Regions from separate parts of the Mus musculus genome. Here region 1 is linked to region 2. The links are chromatin contacts, called in public HiChIP or PLAC-seq maps. All regions are on one chromosome and are shown on one strand. The core of a region is the stretch at or near the end of the contact, and the rest is flanking DNA. Distances in the headings are between cores, read along the strand shown. Region 1 has its middle 44 kb from the start of Gm46842. Region 2 overlaps Chd7 (chromodomain helicase DNA binding protein 7).

Region 1 (5,753 bases), core at 2,150-4,649, 140 kb before region 2:
GAACCTCGTGGTCTTGTGGCTCAATTTTTTTTTTAATCAAAATCTACTCATCTTTTGAATCTAAAAAACTAACAAACTCTCTTCTTGGGGAAAACTTCGCAGCCGCGGTCTATTTCCATCTTCTGTAAGGCAGCTCTGTATACAAGTCCCAGCATTTCCCTGTTGCTGTCGGTTAAGTGAAATATAAAAACCAGCCGATAAGTCACACTATGCAAGCAATATCCCTCAACCTTCGTTGGAGGAACACACCTGTAGCCCCAGCACACAGGAGGCTGAAGCAGGAAACCGAGGCAGGAAGATGAAGAGAGAGTTCAAGTCCAGCCTGGGCTACATTGTAAGACTGTTACAAACAAACAAACAAACAAAAACCTTAAATAAATCAGGTTTATTTTTAACTGTCCCTTGAAGCTTTCTTTTAAAGAAGTTACTGTGCGGTTTAAATTCACAGCTTCCAGGATGGTAACCAACGACATAAATTCAGATTCTCAATTCAAACCTGATATCAACGTGCACAAGAGCCAAGCGGCAGGACCCATCCTGCTTGGTGTTGCTATCTGTGCAGCTTCTCTGACCCCGGGGTTCCTCTTGACTGGCCTTGTCCCCATAGAAACAAGCGTGGATTGACAGGCAGCAAGCAGGCTCTGTGAGCATCCTCTGATTGCACTGGCCTCTCCAAAGCCCAGCCTTTTCCAGACTCCTGTGCAGGTTCCCCTGGACAAGGTGGCGCCTAATTACCTCCCTTCTGTGTTTCCCTTTTCTCATCTCTTGTCCTCTCACTTCCCCACCCCCACAGAGGACAGCCTTTTCAGGAAATCATGCACACACACACACATACACACACACACACACACACACACACTCACGCACACACACCTGGCACAGTGAGATAGGGATGTTCACCATGGATACCAAGCTACCATTCCCACTCCGGCTGTGGCTCCTGGGAATAAGGAAGTATCTGTAGAATGCTGAAACTCCAGATGTGTGCTGGCTAGTGCCTTGAGACCTGGCTTCCCCGTCTCATTATGCCTATTTTTTTCCACAAGTTTCATATATGCATATCAAGCTTTCAGAAGGGGAAAAATTGGAAATGGTAATCTTCCTTTTAATATGCTACCACATGCCAGCCCAGAGCAGCTGTGCACACACCACACGTTGGACTGGACATGAAATATGGTCCAAGACCATTTTTTTAAACATCCATTCCCAGGGCTTACAAAACACATTTACTTGGAGGGAGGTCACACAGTCTTCCTTCAGCATAAAAAGGTGGCTTTGAACTAGGTACGGCCATCTGGAAGCAGCCTCCTCGCCTATTGATATGTAAAGCACACATATTACACCATCTTGCCGGGACAGTGCCGCAGGAGGCTGAGGCACACAGGCCTGTAATTGTTTAAATATACAGTCTCCAGCTCTCCAGAGCTTGCTTACCTTGCTCTGAGAAACCATTTGCCAGAAGCAGAGGTGGCTCTGAACAGGCCGGGAGGAATTTGCTCATAAGGGCAGTGATCTGCCTTTGAGAAAACGTGCTTGGAGCCCAGATTTTAGAGAAACGTTTGGATATTCTCCACTGTTGCTCCAGGCCTGCTAACAAGAAAGAATGTGTCAAGCGCGTGTCCAGGGGTCCATAGCAAACATGGTGGTGGAAATAATGACCCTTGCTCTTTTGCCCATTAAAGTGACATCTTTGCCTCCCAAACCCTCCAGACTCTCAGAGAGATAGCACCCTAAAACTCACTTTCTAAACAAACACACACATACACACACACACACACACACACACACACACACACACACCAGGAGTGAAGGATTCCATATTGCCAATTGATCTCTACTTGTCAAGGGGATGACCGTGAGTTTATTAACATTTGCTCTTGAAAATGGCCTGCCTCGCTCCACCCTCACGAGTCCTTTTGGTATAAAGATCTTATCCAAATACACGATTGACCTCTGGGGCTATTTAACGTTTATGTTGTCTCTCTCTCTTACTCCCTGGCCTTGTTTTCTCATAGGTTTGCTCTTTCAAATGTACATAGCATGGATAACATAGGTCATCTGCCTGAAATGTAAATCATGGGCAAACTTTCAGCTGGGATGAGTGGCTGCGAATGTGACTTACAGTGGATACCTGCTCAGTATTCTTGAAGCCATGGTTTCAACCACAAGCACAGAAAAGGGGGCCTGGGGGAACGACATCACATTGTATGCTACAGATAGACACAGCATTTAATGGCTAGTTATGCCTCGATAAAGTTCAATTACTTTATGTGTTTGTTCGATTTTCTCCACCACACTAGGAATGGAAGCCAAGACCTTGAGCGAGCTAGCCAAATGCTCTGCTTCTGAGCCAAGTCCCCAACCCTAGAAAATAAAAATAACTGACATTTCAGTAGAAACTAGGGAAAGAATAAAGAGCTCTGGGTAACTCAAAGAGTTAAGCCATTATATGCACAAATAACAGAGGTCCTGTACAGAGGGGGGCGGGGGGAGAGAACAAGAGCTCCTTGGAAGGAGTCGACTGTAGGTCACACTGTCCTTTCCATTGTCAAGAGCTTGAAAGAGGCTAATAAACCCAGCAGCCTATAGCAAAGGTAATTTATTTTATATTCCCAGTCATCACATGCAATATTTTTGGAAGGGGAAAGCAAATATAATTCAAAAGGAATGATAAACAGTAAAACAATACCTAGTCATGTTTCTACCTTCCAGTTATGAGATCACATGCCTTTCACCTCCCTGCAAGGTGTTTTCTCCATCCTCTTTCTGGTGTCATCATCTTGGGGGTGACTAGCTAAGGACATGGGGTCAGCTTCACTAGCCTGTAGTCAGAGGCCCTTCTGAGGGATGAGAAGTGATGCACACCACCTGAGACAAGCAACTTGCAGGTGTGAGTGTCCACACAGGCACCTCTCAGCTCCACCCCACAGAGAACACACCCCTTGGCTGGGGGCTGCTCCAGGCTCAGGGACTGATTACAATGTACAGCCGAGTCCCTGAGCCCGTGAGTAGCCCGCCCAGCTTCTCCTGGGCTCCAGTGAGAGTCTAGCTGGCTACATTCCTGAGTCACACTTGCTCCATTTTAGGTGGGTGAGGTCACTGGTCTGCAGATGAGGGAACGGTGCAGCTCGTTCATGAGTTGGAAGAGATTACCATATGACCATTCAGTAAACAGACTGGAGTCCCCGGAGGGTTGCAGACAGCTGGGCTCTGCCTCTGGCTGTGAGCAGTGGGAGCCCTGGGACTCCAGAAGCCTGTCCATGCTTTAAGAGGAGCCAAATCTCTGCCTGAGCTCACGTCACACCAAGTCCCGAGTCAGCCAGCTCAGCAGGAAGGAGCTCCTCACAGGAGGAGGACTCGCTGCTCTGTGCAGGTTTGCAATGGACTCTGGGTAAACAAATACCAGCACTTAAAAGAAGGGCGCTCTAAGCCAACACAGCACCAGGCAGGCTGGCCTCATAGTTCTGTGCTGATAGCAGTGGGGCTGCTGGTCAGAAATGCAGCTTAGCCTTCTGCTATTCTTTAAGGTAGAACTGTGACAGGGAAACAAATCCATTTAACAATCAGCAGAAGGGGACCCTAATCAAATGTCTGTGAAACTACAGAATGCCCTCCGAGAGTGGGATCCATCCTGCTTCGGCCTGCCAGGGTCCCACCACCTTCATGATCAATTGGAACATCCTTTCCATGGTCAAGTCAGATTAGCTCCATTCTGCTTCTGCCTCAGGCTTCATCTTCCCTCCCTTCCTTTCTTCCTGAGAACTCTCATTTTTAAGCTATGAGGTAGGACTGTCATGGGACACACTGAGCTGCCTCTACACTGGCGGCATGATCACACAGTAGGTGACAACCAGCAAGGATTACAGAGGAAGTTAGTGTGTATCATGAATGGGAAGAAGCGAGGTACAAAGGCAGACAGCACAAGAAGGACACCCTTAGAATCTCCAGAAACGAAGAATAGAGGGTGAGAGTCATGGTGCTGGAGGCTCTGTGCAGGAGGCTGTCTCCAACAGCCTGTGAGGTAACTTCACAGTGAACCATTTTCACAGGTCAGCACAGAACCTCTTAGAAGTTAAATCGCTTGCCCAAAGATATGGTAAGAATCAAGACGACTGGAACCACACAAGGACCCCCAGCCTAGACGCTGTGTATCCCAGTCACAGTTAAACAGATGCCAAGGCACACAGCGCCTCGGGGCCACTGGGAGTTCTGCATCCTGCCAGCCACTGAAGTGGCTGTGGAGACAGAGACAGGGTAGGAAGAGTAGAAGGCGGGAAGGAACAACATACGCTACCACGATCTGCTGTAGGACTGGCATGACTTAGGTGACCAGGGAATGTGGAAATGACTGGCATACAAAAAAGGCTGGGGTTGTATGGGCCACGTGCTCCGATGGAGGAGCGCCAGCAGCAGCCTGGAAACACAAGTTTATTACACAGAGCTGAGGTCACGGAAATCCTGGAGGAGACTAGCTAGCAGCTCTCTGTAGGAGAGCAGTCTCAGGTTGCAGTCATCCCTGAGGAGGGAGCTCTGGGTGACAGTTTATGCACACAGTGTCAACTCCACACAAGAGGAAGGCCTTGCCATCCCTCTGAGAATGACCCAGGGAAGGCCTTGCCTGAGGCACTGAGAAATTGGCCATGGCTCTGCTCATGGCAATAATACACACTTACTTTGGACTTCATCTGCACCCCACAATGCATAATGGTACGTGAGTATGGATGAGTATCTATGTGTGAGACTTTGCAAATCTCGCTAAAGAATCTGAGCTTGCTTCAGGTCATGGGCAGTCATTTGCTTGCTATGGTTGAATGTGTCCCCCTCGGCCATGAGGGTAACTCAGTGGTGGAGGACTTCTCCAGCCTGTGTGAGGCTCTGACTTCACTCACCAGTACTACAGAAAAGTGAGCACTAGAGCTGGGTAGATAGCTCAGGTAATAAAAGTATTATTTATTGCACTGCACAAAGATGATCACCAGTTCCACCAAAGACCAGGCATGAGGAGCACACTTGCTGGGGGGTCAGGGCAGGAACCTCTATCAATATTGATGCATAAATATGAACATTGGGAACAGGGACTGCTCTCTGTCATTGTCACACACACACACACACACACACACACACACGATACTGTCAGAGACAACAAATGTTTAAGTTATCTTCATTACAATGGCCACTTCAAAATGCATACATATGTCCAAATATCATACATATGTCCAAATAGCAAGACATATTTTGGAGGGTAGTGAAAAACGGTCTTACCTAGTAGTCCAGGCTTCCAAATTATGGCATTCTTCCTGCCTCCCAGTTTAATTAAATTTAAAAGAGAAAACAATACGACGTAATGAAGCACGCAGACAGTGTGACACCACAGTTGTGTTGTTCCCAGAGCTATGCGCCGTACATCAAGATCAAAGGCATTCCCACAGGAAATCACATAATCTACTCAGAACCATCTATCACATTCAAACTATGAATTTCTTGTAAAGTCTATACTCAGCCTCCCCTTTTCTTCCTTTCCATTTTCTTGTGTTAAGGTGGGAGGTTCATACATGTGAGGGTGCATATGTGCACAGGCATGCATGTATGAGTGTGGGTGTACATGGGGAAGCCACAGGTCAACCCCAGGCAACATTCTCAATAGACAGGCACAGTGGAGTTTTGTTTGTTTTCGAGAGTCTCTCACTGGGACCTTGAACTCACCAGTTAGGTTAGGTTGGCTGGTCTATCTAGAGCCCCTGGGATCCACTTGT
Region 2 (6,268 bases), core at 308-2,807:
TAATAAAAACTTCTATTGAAAGCTTAATTTCTCTTTCATCTCCATAATAGTGCACAGGAAACCAGCTTAGTCCTCCCTTAAACTTCTTGTTGCCTGTTTGATAAGTCTTCTGGCTTGGCAGCAGTCCCTGGTACAGGGTCCTACACTGTCTTTGGAGCTTCCCACAGGTGAATGGATGGCAACCCTTGGGTCCCACCCACTCTGTCTCTGATGCCTGTCATCTATTGGTGCAATTACATGTCAATCAACACTTAACCCTCAGTCCTCCATCTGACTTGACACACCCAAGGGAAATCCCCCTGCAACTCATTTAGGTTACCCCCTCTTTGCCTATTCAGCTTCTCTCGTTAAGGATTCCCCACAGGAAATCACCTCATATGAACGATGTGCTTAGACATAAACTCACCATGAGGACACAATACTGATGGCAGCTAACATTTATTGTGCATTTTATTTTATACTGCCAGACTTCATTTCACTGACTCTCACAGTAAGACTGAGAGAGACTTTTTACTTAATGTTTTGCTTACCTCCTCAGAAGAGTGACCCTGTATTTACACAATGCAGACCAAAGGGACAAAAGCAGAGAAACATGGCACTCGGTGGTGACATTTTCCTGGGGCAATGTACTTTCTTAGGCTGTTTTCACAACAACTCCTAAAAATCATCCTTTAAAACCCAGGACTGATTCACCCGGGCTTTACATATGTCTTCTTCAGAGGAGCAAAGCAGAGAGAACAGATCTGTGGTCAGCAAAGGTGTCTGTCCTTAGCTGTGTGTCTGGTTAGGAAGGGCCTCTGTCTTCTTCGGGAGGGTAGTGACCAATCCTGAAAACCACACTGACTTGCCAAAGTGAGCACACAGATCCCATGACACAGCTCAAGGCAGCTGTGTTTCTCCATTCAGATTAAAACTAAACTAAACTAAACTAAACCCACTAAACAAATATTGGAAAGCAATGCACATAAAGCCAGAGCTCACTGCATCAAAGCCCGAGAGCATCCTGGGCCTCGGGGCCTCTGAGGGGCTACAGAGTTCTCATCACAGATGCAGGGAGAGGCGCAACCATGAAGAGCAAGAGCCACTCTTTGGGGGACAGTCAACTTCTACTTTATTTCACTATGATCACATCAGATGTTTCTATCTATGATGAGCTTCTTGCTTATATAAGAAAATTAGTCAACTTCTACACACTAAATATTTTCTAGAAAAGCATGTGCAAAGTACTACAAATAACAAAGTTAGGAGGAAACAGCCTTTCTGAGGCAGCAAAGAAACCATACCAAACTCTCCATGTTCACAATTCTTAAAGAGTCCTGTACTCCAGGTCTACCCTTCCCCGCTGAAAGGAGGAACAATTTACTTACAAGTTTTTGTACTTCACATAAAATTCCTCAACTTCTACCTCCTCGCCAGATTCCTTCTGCAATGAAAGAAGATTGAGGTACACACGTTAAAATCATATACCGACGATTTCAAAGGCAGCCACATACTCCCACAGGGGGACACAATGCCTGAGGTGGCCTGACTGGAAAGAGGAGCGCACAGGAAGCCTGGGCAGCCTGTGCCGTGGGGACTGACGTACTCAGGCACATGCACGCTGCTCCACTCAACGCGCTTGTGATTGTATGGCATGAATCATTTTAACCCCTCCCTAACCACATGCAGCTTCATTCACAACAACCTGACCCCAAGCCTGGCTGGCTGCCAAACCCGCAGTGTTAAGTAGACGCCAAGTGTACCATTTTCTCAGGCAGCAGCCAATTAGCAACTGCTCTCCTGAATGCCATATGTATTATTTTTGGCTGCCTCATGGCAACTTTACATTGTGGGTTTTGTAATGTTTTAAAATATTTAAAAGACATTTATTTCTCCATATAGTTAATAACTCTAAACAAGAAACCATATAAAAGGAAACCTTGCTCTTATGGTGGGACTCGGGGCATCACTACTCATGGTTTGAGTTTTACTCAGTGGAACAATTAAAGTCTTTCAGACAAGATGTCTCACACACATGGCAGCCAAATAAAATTAACACTTCCAATCCCACATTTCGGTGGGTTAAAATTGCGATGCATGTCCGCCGAGTCAAGAGCTTTCGGTGGTCAGAGTGCTTCCAGAAAGTACCGAAGACAACATCAATGCTATGGTTTAGAACCTCTCTTTTCCTTTTGGCTTTTGCTTTTGGAGTGTGAAAGGATTCATAATATGTCATTTTCTTACAATGTTTGAGCAGATAAAGCAAAGATGTAAACCATAAACAGCCTTTACCCACGTGTCAGGAAGTTCTTTTCTGCTCCTACGAGAGCTGGTGAGCTTGCCTGGAGGCTCACACATGGGTGCTGGGTGGTCTCATAGATCTTTGAAGAAAATGAGGGTGAACAGGAACATGGTTGGGGCCAAACAGGAGAGCCAGCGTGGAGGATGACAGAGGGCACATGTCTTATAAGGGCACTCCGGCTGGCTTCCATACATAACACTCAAACCACAGTTAAAGACCTTTTAGAATTCCCTCCAACCTTTTATCAGTTTCAATTAAATGTGCATTTTAAACTGCTTCTCACCAGTGCAAAGCCTAGATATTCTAGAATATGGCCAATACGTACGAACATCTCATTTTACTCTAGTGGGCTTATGAAAGGTCCTAACCATAACACAGCTTTGCTTTTTTTTTTTTTTTTTTTTGAGACAGAGTTTCTCTGTATAGCCCTCCTGTCCTGTCCTGGAACTCACTTTGTAGAGCAGGCCGGCCTCGAACTCAGAAATCCACCTGCCTCTGCCTCCTGAGTGCTGGGATTAAAGGCGTGTGCCATGTCCCCAAGTAAACAAAAATTTTGTTTGCTGTCTTCTGTTTAACTGGCTACACATAAAACATGGCCATGTTCTTCTGTGGAGCTTCAACTCCAGCTGCTAACTACATTTCACGTAAGTGTGCACATGCTTCCCGGAGAGAATGCTGAGTCATGACTCTCTACAAGAATTCACTAAAGACATCTCCTTTGTCCATCCTCCAGCAGCCCACAGTACCAGTGTGCAGAAACTTCCATACTCTGCAGACTCAATGAATGATAGGGTGATAACGCACAGCTTCACATACGCACACACACAAACACTGAGATCACTCCTTGGCCAGCTACTGTCTAACCTGACAGTGCTCTGAGTATTTTCATGAGTTCAATAGACATTTGAAAATGGGTATTCTTTTCCTTCCCCAGGAATGAATGTAAAGGAATCATAACAGGTTACAGGAAACCTGATGTTTTGGCTATATTAACATATTTGTCTCACTGTTCATGTGACCAAGGAGCCAAGCCTAGTTCTCTAACGTGGCCTGAAACAGCCGTTAGCACATGATAACCTGCACCCTCAAGGAAAGAATAGCCTTGCTAAATTAGACAGCTCTTCTACTCAAAACTATACAAATAATGAACAAAAAATGAAAAAGTATACAGAGAAGAATAATAAACTGCTTCTGGTCTAATATATTTCATACTCAAACAGAGATAGTGAGTTACAGAGTACTGAGTGAGAAAATAAAGATATTCTGGAGACTATAGTTAAGACTTTAACTTTATAAAATGTTCTATTTTTTATTGTTATGTTCAATTATCCTGGAATCTAATATAACTCCTTATGGAGAAAACATATGTTAAATAAAGAAAAATAAATGTTAGGGGATAGTATCTCTCCTGTGTATATAGTACACCCAGATTCTGACTCTAAGATAACTTCTGACCTTATGATTCTAAAAGGAAAAGGGCTTGGATTATTTTCTATAGATAGATGGCATATAGGAAGTGCTATAACTAAATATGGAAAACAAAACACCTATGCACTCTAAATATCTACACACACATTCAAACATACCTCAATGTTCATATACAAGACCCCTCTCCTGGGTCTTGGGGACATTAACTTGTGTTTAGGACAATATTTAAATGCCAAGCCACGCCCACTGTCATGGTGTGTGAAGCTGAGGTGGCTCTCCCTGGGAGACAATTCTTAAATTATTCATAGTAAGAGGAAGCACAGCTAGAGTCCACAGGAAAATATCAAATTTCTTTTTCTTTCCACGTGCAATATTGTCCCCTGTTATCATTTTTTAAAATGATAAACTTATAGCAATTATAAATTAAAGCAACGAATGTTGAGAACATTTGCAGTTTAAAAAGTTAGTGGCTGTTAATGGTCTGTCTCTTCTGATGGAGTTTTAGCAGCCTCTGAGCGGCGGCAGCGGATGAGCATCTGTGGGCTCTCTACAATCCTTACATTCAGACAGTTCCTGTCTTCCAGAGAACTTTTCCTACCAATTTTCTCCATTCCCACATTCACCAAGCCAATAAATCAGTGGTTCTCAACCCAGGTCATGACCCCTTTGAGGCTTGAACAACCTTCTTGCAGGGGTCACGTATCAGACACCCTGCTTATCAGATATTTACATTTCAATTCATAACAGTAACAAGATTACAGTTATAAGTAGTAATGAAAAAAATTTTCTGGTGGGGGGGGTCACCATAACATAAGGAGCTGTGTTAAAGGGTCACGAATTAGGGAGGTTGAGAGCCATTTCAATAAATGTTCCATCTTCATATACATCTGCAATGACATCTAATGCCTTACAGCGAGCCACACGGGGCTGTAATATCAATTTGTAATCCATAGGTACCTGCCAGTAAAGGTGGGCAGAGGGGGAAAAACTAAGTTCTTTGAAGCAGGCAAAACAGAAAGAAAAGCCATGTCCGCATCAGGTACAATCTCACTAGCTATGGAGAATAGAGTTAATTATAATCTCAGCTCTAAGCCTGCTAAGTATGCCTGCCGAAGTACTACAAGTTCAACAGACATGAGTGCATCCCATTCCAAGAACACAGCTATCTTCCTCAAGTAGCGCCAGTCCAGTGAAGGGGACCACTCTTTGAAGCATGCCAACTATTTACATTTTACCATATATCTGTACTCACAAACTAACAGTTCTAGAGACATTAGGAAAAGGCAGCCTTTGTAACGAGCTAAGTAGTGCTCGTGTCTGTTCCAACACGTGACAAACCTGCCTTGGTTTTTATCATTTGATCCATTAGGGCATGAAGCTACAAACTCAGTTACCAACTGCATCCTCCACACTCCACCTCAACACCCGATTTGAAGTACGTTGACTTGTTGCTCCGGATAGTTTTTATAGGAGCATGTAGTGTATATGGTAATAAGTGTGCAAATCCTGAGTATGTGAGAAAAGAGGGACATGCAAGCCTACTGTTGGTGCAGGGGTATCTCAATAAGCTCTCAGTTTAAAAAATACAAGTTCTATTTTTATGTATGTGTGCGTGCACATATATGACTGCAGGTCAAGAGAGGGCATTGGATCATTTGGAGTTGGCGTTACGTTACAGGTCATTTTGAAACATTCAAAAAGGGTGCTGGGAACTGAACTCATGTCCTCTGGAAGCAGGAAGTGCTCCTGACTTCTCAGTCACCTCTTCAGCCCCAACCGATGATACATTAACAGAAACAATTGTGTTAAGTGCCTGTGCTCACCAGTATTTTGTTGCTGGTAGCGTGCTTGTCTGTCTGTCTGTCTGTCTGTCTGTCTTTATTTTCCCTTGTCTGATAGTTGATAAACTTTAGGACAGCATCTAAGTTCCATGATTCTCTTGGCCACTGGGAAACTATACCTTGCATTCATTTTACTAAAAGAAATCACATTTGCTCTACATTTCAAAAGCTATGAAGAACTACTCAGGCTTGCCTGGCTGACGTATATCCACAGTACCTACTTTCTGGAGATACAAGCTCAGCATTTCCCAATCTGGGCAGGAAGGCAACTGACTCGGAGCAGAGAATTCCCAGTGCTTAGAGAACATAATGGAGTTCTTCTTTCTAACGCGCCTGGGCCACGAGCTTACCTGCTGCCACTGGCAGGCACTTTTGCTTATCAATATGAACTGTATCGGTAATAAAGATACTTTCAACATATTAAGTTATTTATGCAAAAAGTTGTAAGCAGCGTGATACAACGTCTGCTTGCCCCAGTAACAGACCGAGCCTGATGAGGGCATTGGGAGCTCCCGAGCAAGGTCTTCTTGGGAGCATTTTCTATGGAAAAGGTTGTCTGTACCTCTGGAAGTCTTAAACATTTCTTTTGAGTTTCTTGACTTCTCCAAATAGGGTTACAAAGGTTGATACATCTTAAGGTCATTGCTTAATGGAGTTTTGATTTCATTCCAGAGCAATCAATCACCAAGGGGATGCGAAGTATCACCCGACAGACACT

Evidence for each region. HiChIP or PLAC-seq counts read pairs in DNA pulled down with a chosen protein or histone mark.
Region 1: a contact with region 2 is called in an HNF4G HiChIP or PLAC-seq map of pancreatic cancer cells. The contact joins two enhancer-like sites. A contact is called at or near these places in 2 of 115 datasets of contacts at active chromatin or transcription factors (effector CD8 T cells and pancreatic cancer cells).

What each region holds. Positions count from the first base shown.
Region 1 is chr4:8,952,072-8,957,824 of GRCm38.p6, reverse strand. No RefSeq gene overlaps it. Among named protein-coding and RNA genes, the nearest start is that of Gm46842, 44 kb to the right of the region's middle. Within about 2 kb of position 3,399, at least 153 of the 459 cell types and tissues checked have an H3K27ac peak or open chromatin away from gene starts, as enhancers often do. A contact at or near this core is called in pancreatic cancer cells, where this site is marked.
Region 2 is chr4:8,806,595-8,812,862 of GRCm38.p6, reverse strand. It overlaps Chd7 (chromodomain helicase DNA binding protein 7), which reads right to left. Exons shown (of 38, transcript NM_001277149.1): 7 at 1,368-1,423. Among named protein-coding and RNA genes, the nearest start is that of Gm46841, 93 kb to the right of the region's middle. Within about 2 kb of position 1,557, at least 108 of the 459 cell types and tissues checked have an H3K27ac peak or open chromatin away from gene starts, as enhancers often do. A contact at or near this core is called in pancreatic cancer cells, where this site is marked.